Regions from separate parts of the Triticum aestivum genome. Here region 1 is linked to region 2. A link is a contact called in public Hi-C data. All regions are on one chromosome and are shown on one strand. Each heading gives the region's core, a stretch centred on a gene start, on an enhancer-like site or on the middle of the called end of the contact. The rest is flanking DNA. Distances are from core to core; before and after follow the strand shown.

The links. A called contact is a pair of places that touch in the nucleus more often than the background predicts.
Region 1: a contact with region 2 is called in a Hi-C map of leaf, with 5 times the contacts expected there. The contact joins the promoter of LOC123107714 here to the enhancer-like site in region 2. A contact is called at or near these places in 2 of 5 Hi-C or Micro-C datasets (both in leaf).

Annotation. Positions count from the first base shown.
Region 1 is chr1B:68,970,440-68,973,139 of IWGSC CS RefSeq v2.1, forward strand. It overlaps LOC123107714 (4'-phosphopantetheinyl transferase HetI), which reads left to right and starts at 1,279. Exons shown (of 9, transcript XM_044529659.1): 1 at 1,279-1,466; 2 at 1,582-1,893. The coding sequence starts at 1,691.
Region 2 is chr1B:68,584,909-68,587,608 of IWGSC CS RefSeq v2.1, forward strand. No RefSeq gene overlaps it. Among protein-coding and RNA genes, the nearest start is that of LOC123107695, 73 kb to the right of the region's middle. Within about 2 kb of position 1,388, at least 3 of the 8 cell types and tissues checked have an H3K27ac peak or open chromatin away from gene starts, as enhancers often do. A contact at or near this core is called in leaf, where this site is marked.

The DNA.
Region 1 (2,700 bases), core at 29-2,528, 390 kb after region 2:
ATATTGCGGAAAAACCAATACTGACTGTAGGATTTATCAGTATGAACCCTAGCAATTGCCATCCAACGAGTCGCCTCCTCCGGGAGCTCGTCCTCTTCTACGATCACATCCTGCAGATCATCCTCCTGGAGTCCCAGCTCTGCCATCATCGCCTCGAGTTCGGAGGAGCCCGAACTTTCCGCTTCATCCGCCATCGATCAGATCTCTTGCCCGTGGTCACGTTCCGCGGGCGGTAGGATCCCTAGCTGTCCCGATCTCACCCTCGACCTTAGCCCGGGGCCTCGGTGTTCCGGTGATAGGGGAAACCGGCAGGGGAGAGAAGATCTCTACGGCGGAACCTGAGTCGCCGCCGAGAGGAGAGGGAACCCTAACGAGAGGGGAAACCGGTCTTCAGGTGATACGAATACTATTCTCGCTGTAAGCGAACTATAGCATTTGCGGGCCGGCCCATATATGATATATCTCTGTCGTTCTGGCAACATGCGATGTGATTTTTTGTTCGTTTTAGATTCAATATGCAGTTATTTTTTTCTATGTCTGGTCGTTTTTTCTTAATTTTTTTATAGAAAAGATCATAAGTTTTAAAAAATTGTTCATTATACAAGAAATGTCGCAAATTTGAAAAAAAATGTTTGTCAACTTTAAAATATTCAAAACTTCAAAAAATGTGAAAATTCAAAATATATTCATGGATTTGTTTCCGGACTAAAAAAATGTTTGTAAATTAGCACAATGTTGGCGAGACTCAGAGAGTGTTTCTAATTTTTTAACTTGCTGTAAATTTTAAATTGATCATGAATTAAATCTTATTCAAAAGTTTTTGAAAAACTTCGAAATTAAAAAGAAATGTTCATGGATTCAATAGGTATTCAATTTTTTTTCAAGTGTCCTAATTTTTAAAAATACAATGCTTTATTAAATTTATTGAAATTTGTAAAAAAAAGGATGGCAAGGAATGGTAAAAAATATAAAAACCCGAAAGAAAATCTTAGTAAGAAAAAGAAACCGTTCAAAAGTAATGCAAAGAAAGCATGAATCTTCCCAAGATGTTAATCTTGTATTTAAAAAATGTTAGTCAAGCATTTGAAAATATTAAAATGTGTTTACAAAAAAGTTGACCGTGTATTAAGAAAATGTTAACCTATAAGCAAGGCATAGCATGCGCGTGGGCTAGATATAGTCCTGGTGGGCGGCGCGTTACACGTTTAATAGGATCCACCACCTGGATGGAATAAAACGGTCTTTTTTGGTTAACTGGGCCAACCTGGGCTTTCTGGTGCGACGCCTACCCCGAGCCCACCCTCTCCGGTCTATCTCCTCTCCTCTCGATCTAACCGCCGGCGGCGGCGGCGGATTTTACACTCCTCCTCGACTCCTCCCTTACCCGCCCGCCGCCGGCGCCCGCAACCTCTCCCGGACGTGCCCCTGCTGAGGATCTGCACCGCCGGCGAGCTCCTGGCGCCGCGGTAAGTAAGGCCCATCTAATCCAGCGTCGCATTGCACGATTTGCGAGGCCGGAGAGGTTGTTGGCGGGATGTGAGACCCTCTAAATTACCGCCATTTCTTGTTGCTCCGCCGCAGGCTCGGCTCGTTGGATTCGAGAGTGAGCAGACCGGCCGGCCGCCCCTCGCTGCCACCAACAGCCCGCGCTATAAGCCAAGCCTGGCGGGCAGCACGAAGCCGCACGCGCATGCGCCACCACCACCACCTCCTCCGTTGCCGCGCGATGCCTCTCCTGCCGTCGCCGCCGAGGACGCTGCGGGTTTCGGGAAGCCTTGTGCACCACCGCCTCGTCCGATGCCGTGGGTTGCCTATCCCTCCGAGGACGCCGGGGGTCTCGGGCGGGCGCCTGTTCGCCTCCCTCCCGCTCCCGCCGCCTCTCCGGTCCCCAAGGTACCCCCTTCCATCCTTTTGTGCCTTGCAAGATGTGATTCCTTGGAACCTGCTAGGACACATGGTAGATCTGCCTCAGGCGGCAGGCAGTAGAGGTCATGCTGCCAGCGTATGACGTTTTCAACCAGTTGGTTAGAGGTTTTGTCGGCGGTGAGGGGAATTGGGGATGTGAGGAGAGCAGCAAGGGGATGAGATTGAAGAGCAGGATATGTGAACTGGGGAGCATTTTCATTCAGCATACTGATCTGTTCGATTACATGGCATTAAACTAGATCTGGGCACCACAGCTGGCAGGTGGGCCCTACGACACTTGCCACCCTTTCTATCATGGATCAACCCGCGTCGGGCAACCTCACGGTGGCGGCCACATGCGACGGGGGCATGATACTATGCTCCACGTCTCGTGTCTGTCTCTCCTTAATATGGAAAGTACTTCATATTAGACAATGCCGGAGATTGCCAAGATTACTGGCTTCTACCTGCTATTACCAAATCTTGTTTGGTTCATTAAAAATGTGAAATAGGCACACTTCTTATGTTCATGAAAATAACGCAGTGCATGAGAATCAAACACATCAGAAATCACCAACTATTAGAGGATGAGACAACAGTTTGCTTTCTGTGTTTTGAGGGAACGAAGATTGTTTGCTAGGGATGTGTAGGGTGGACATTCACTGAAGGACTTCGTGTCCATGCTTATCACGTTGTATCGGGTTTTGTTTTATCTCTTCTTAAAATCTATATTCCCAGATACTCCCTGAAATGTGTGTACCACCCCATATTGGCATATGGATACATGATATAGCT
Region 2 (2,700 bases), core at 138-2,637:
CATGCAGGTAATTCCCTGTAAGGGACATAAATGCCAGAATTGACTCTTTTGACTGCATATTCAATCATCAAATTTATAAATAAATCCGAATGCTCTTTGACACACATGCTTGATCCGACGTTGGTCAAATTAAACACGCATGTTGCTTGTTTCATCTCAAATCATGTTGACTGAAAAATCTTCTTCATAGAGAGTACATGAAAGACATTCGTCAGCCAAGACTCTCAATGATCTATCTCTTTTCTTTTCTTGGATATTAATATCCAAGAATTACTTTCTTTTGAAGCCATTCTTTAGAGAGAACATACTCCCTCACATTATGACCTTTCTTGGTCATCTTTTGGGTCACAAGTACCCAGACATTTGCTTTCACGAATGAAGGCATGGAAAACTTTTAGTCTGAGAAAAACTTAGCCAATAATCAACAATAATGAGCATAAAAATAACCCCATGTTGATCTAGTTAAAAAAATACGCACATTAAACTTTTAAAACTTTCTTTTATATTCTAAATCACCGTTGGGCAGAATTAGAACAAAACATCATCCTTCTACATTAATTCCATATCACCGTTGGGCAGAAATGGAAATAACACATATAACTTATAAATAATGTGATGATAAAATTTCTATTAAGTAACTTTGCTAAGAAAATAATCATCATTATGAACTTTATTGCAGCGGAAAACTAGCAATATACATTTCTCAATCTTTATCAAATTCTCTAAAAATTGGTCACTTTGATACAAACTTTATCACAGATTTGAACTTTTAACTATAAGACTCATTGAATTATAATATTGTCATCTTCAACGTTGGTCAGAAAATAATAATACCATACTTAAACTTTAATCAAATATCTTTCTATTGTCATAGCAGAAGCTATCTGAATCTGATTTCACCCACAAGTGAAAAAACTTCTCTCGAAAACTATTCTTCCAATTAAATCTTCCCGTTGGTTCCAATTTAATTGGAGGATTAGACTTTTACTTTGCATCAGAAACTTTACAATATTCTATTCAAAAGAGATTCCTTTTTTTAAAGAGCATTTTTATTTATTTTGCAGCGAAAAACATGAATAATAAATTCATGAACTTTTTTCTATTCAGAAACGTTACTTTTACTTTTCTATTTCTAAACAAAAAAAATTCTTTGAATATTTCTTTTTTGAATAGAAAAAACCGTATGAAATTTTGTCCAAAAAGCCGGACAAAAGACAGATAAAAAAATTAAAATGAAAATGCCATCCGGGCCTGCCACCGCACAGTGCGCGCAGCAGCTGCAGCCGACCCAAAAGGCCCGCAGCGCGCGCGCCCTGCTCTGGCCTGGGCCGCCTCCTGTACTAGCCGAAAAGAGGCCCGGCGCGAGTGCAAGCAGGGCGGCCTGGCGCGCCCTTGTCTTTCGGCCCAGTGGCCCGGTGTGGAGCTAGGTATTCGCCCTTGGCCGTCGATCTCCATCGAAGGGTCCTCCGTTCTTATCGTTCGATCAAAACTGGAGAGAGACCCGAACCCTAGCCTCCATTCGACTCGTTCCTCTTCCCTTCTTCGATCTCTCAGGCAGACAGCGGAACCCCGGTCGCCTGCCCCGGTCGCCGGCGACGGCGCCAAGCGGCCACCGCACCGCGTCCGGCCGCCGACACTTCCTCCTTCCCCGTTCCTTTCCTCATCCGCACCGCTCGCTCTTCTCTCTCCTACGGCTGGTGCTCGAGACCACCGCGAGTTTTCACTAGCCGCCGGTGACGGCAACGATAGCAACCGCGCCGCGCGCGCCACCCTTTCCTCCCCCCTTTTCCTCATGTCTTCTCCTTTCTGTCTCCACACACCAGCGCCTCCTCTTTTTCGATCTGGACGACTACTGCGGTGGAGCTTCCGACGGCGGCGCCGTGGCCTTCCCCCCCGCCGGCTGCACGTCCACCTCGCGGTGAGCGCCCCGCCGTCGAGCGGTTTGGCTGCGGTGCCCCCCTTCTCCTTTTCGTTCTTTTCTTTCTGTTTCTCTCTTCCACCACTACCCAGCAGTGAGAGAGATAGAGAAGAGCTCGACGGTGGCGCCGTTGCCATTCCCTTTGCCGGCTGCGCGTTCCCCCCTGTGGTGAGCGCGCTGCCGTCGAACGGATCGGCCGCGTTGCACTTTGCCCCTTTCAGGGGTTGGTTCTTCGTCCGGACGGCTCGGCTTGCCGATGCCCGTCCGGATCAAGAGGAACGGTGCGGCCATGATGGCGGCGCTTCTTTGCCGGCGAGCCAAAGGCCCTTCTCCGGTGAAAACTTTGCCCTGTGAGGTTCGGGATCTTGGGGAGGGGATTTCTTTTGCTTTGGAATTTGTTTCTACCCGAAGAACCGACGCCTCTCCTTGCATCTGATACCAATGTTATGTTCTGTAGATCGTGTAGGTTAGGAATACATGATAGATCAATCTGTATATACACTGTCTATGCATCATCTGTGAGGAGAGGATCACAGATAGATGAGTGGAGAAAGAGTGGCTACCTTCTCCTGCAGTGGAGGAGCTCCTGGTGCCGGCCATGGTGAGGTGGCCGGTGATGCCAGAGAGTGGTGAGTGCGTGAGTGGCGGCGGTGGAGCTTCCCATCGCTTCAGTGCCTCCCTCTGGATCGAATAGGATTAGGAGTGAGGAGCGGTGGCAGCGACGAACCTCGTACTCTGTGCCTCTGGTCCCCACCTTCTCTTTATAGCACTACGCGATAGGG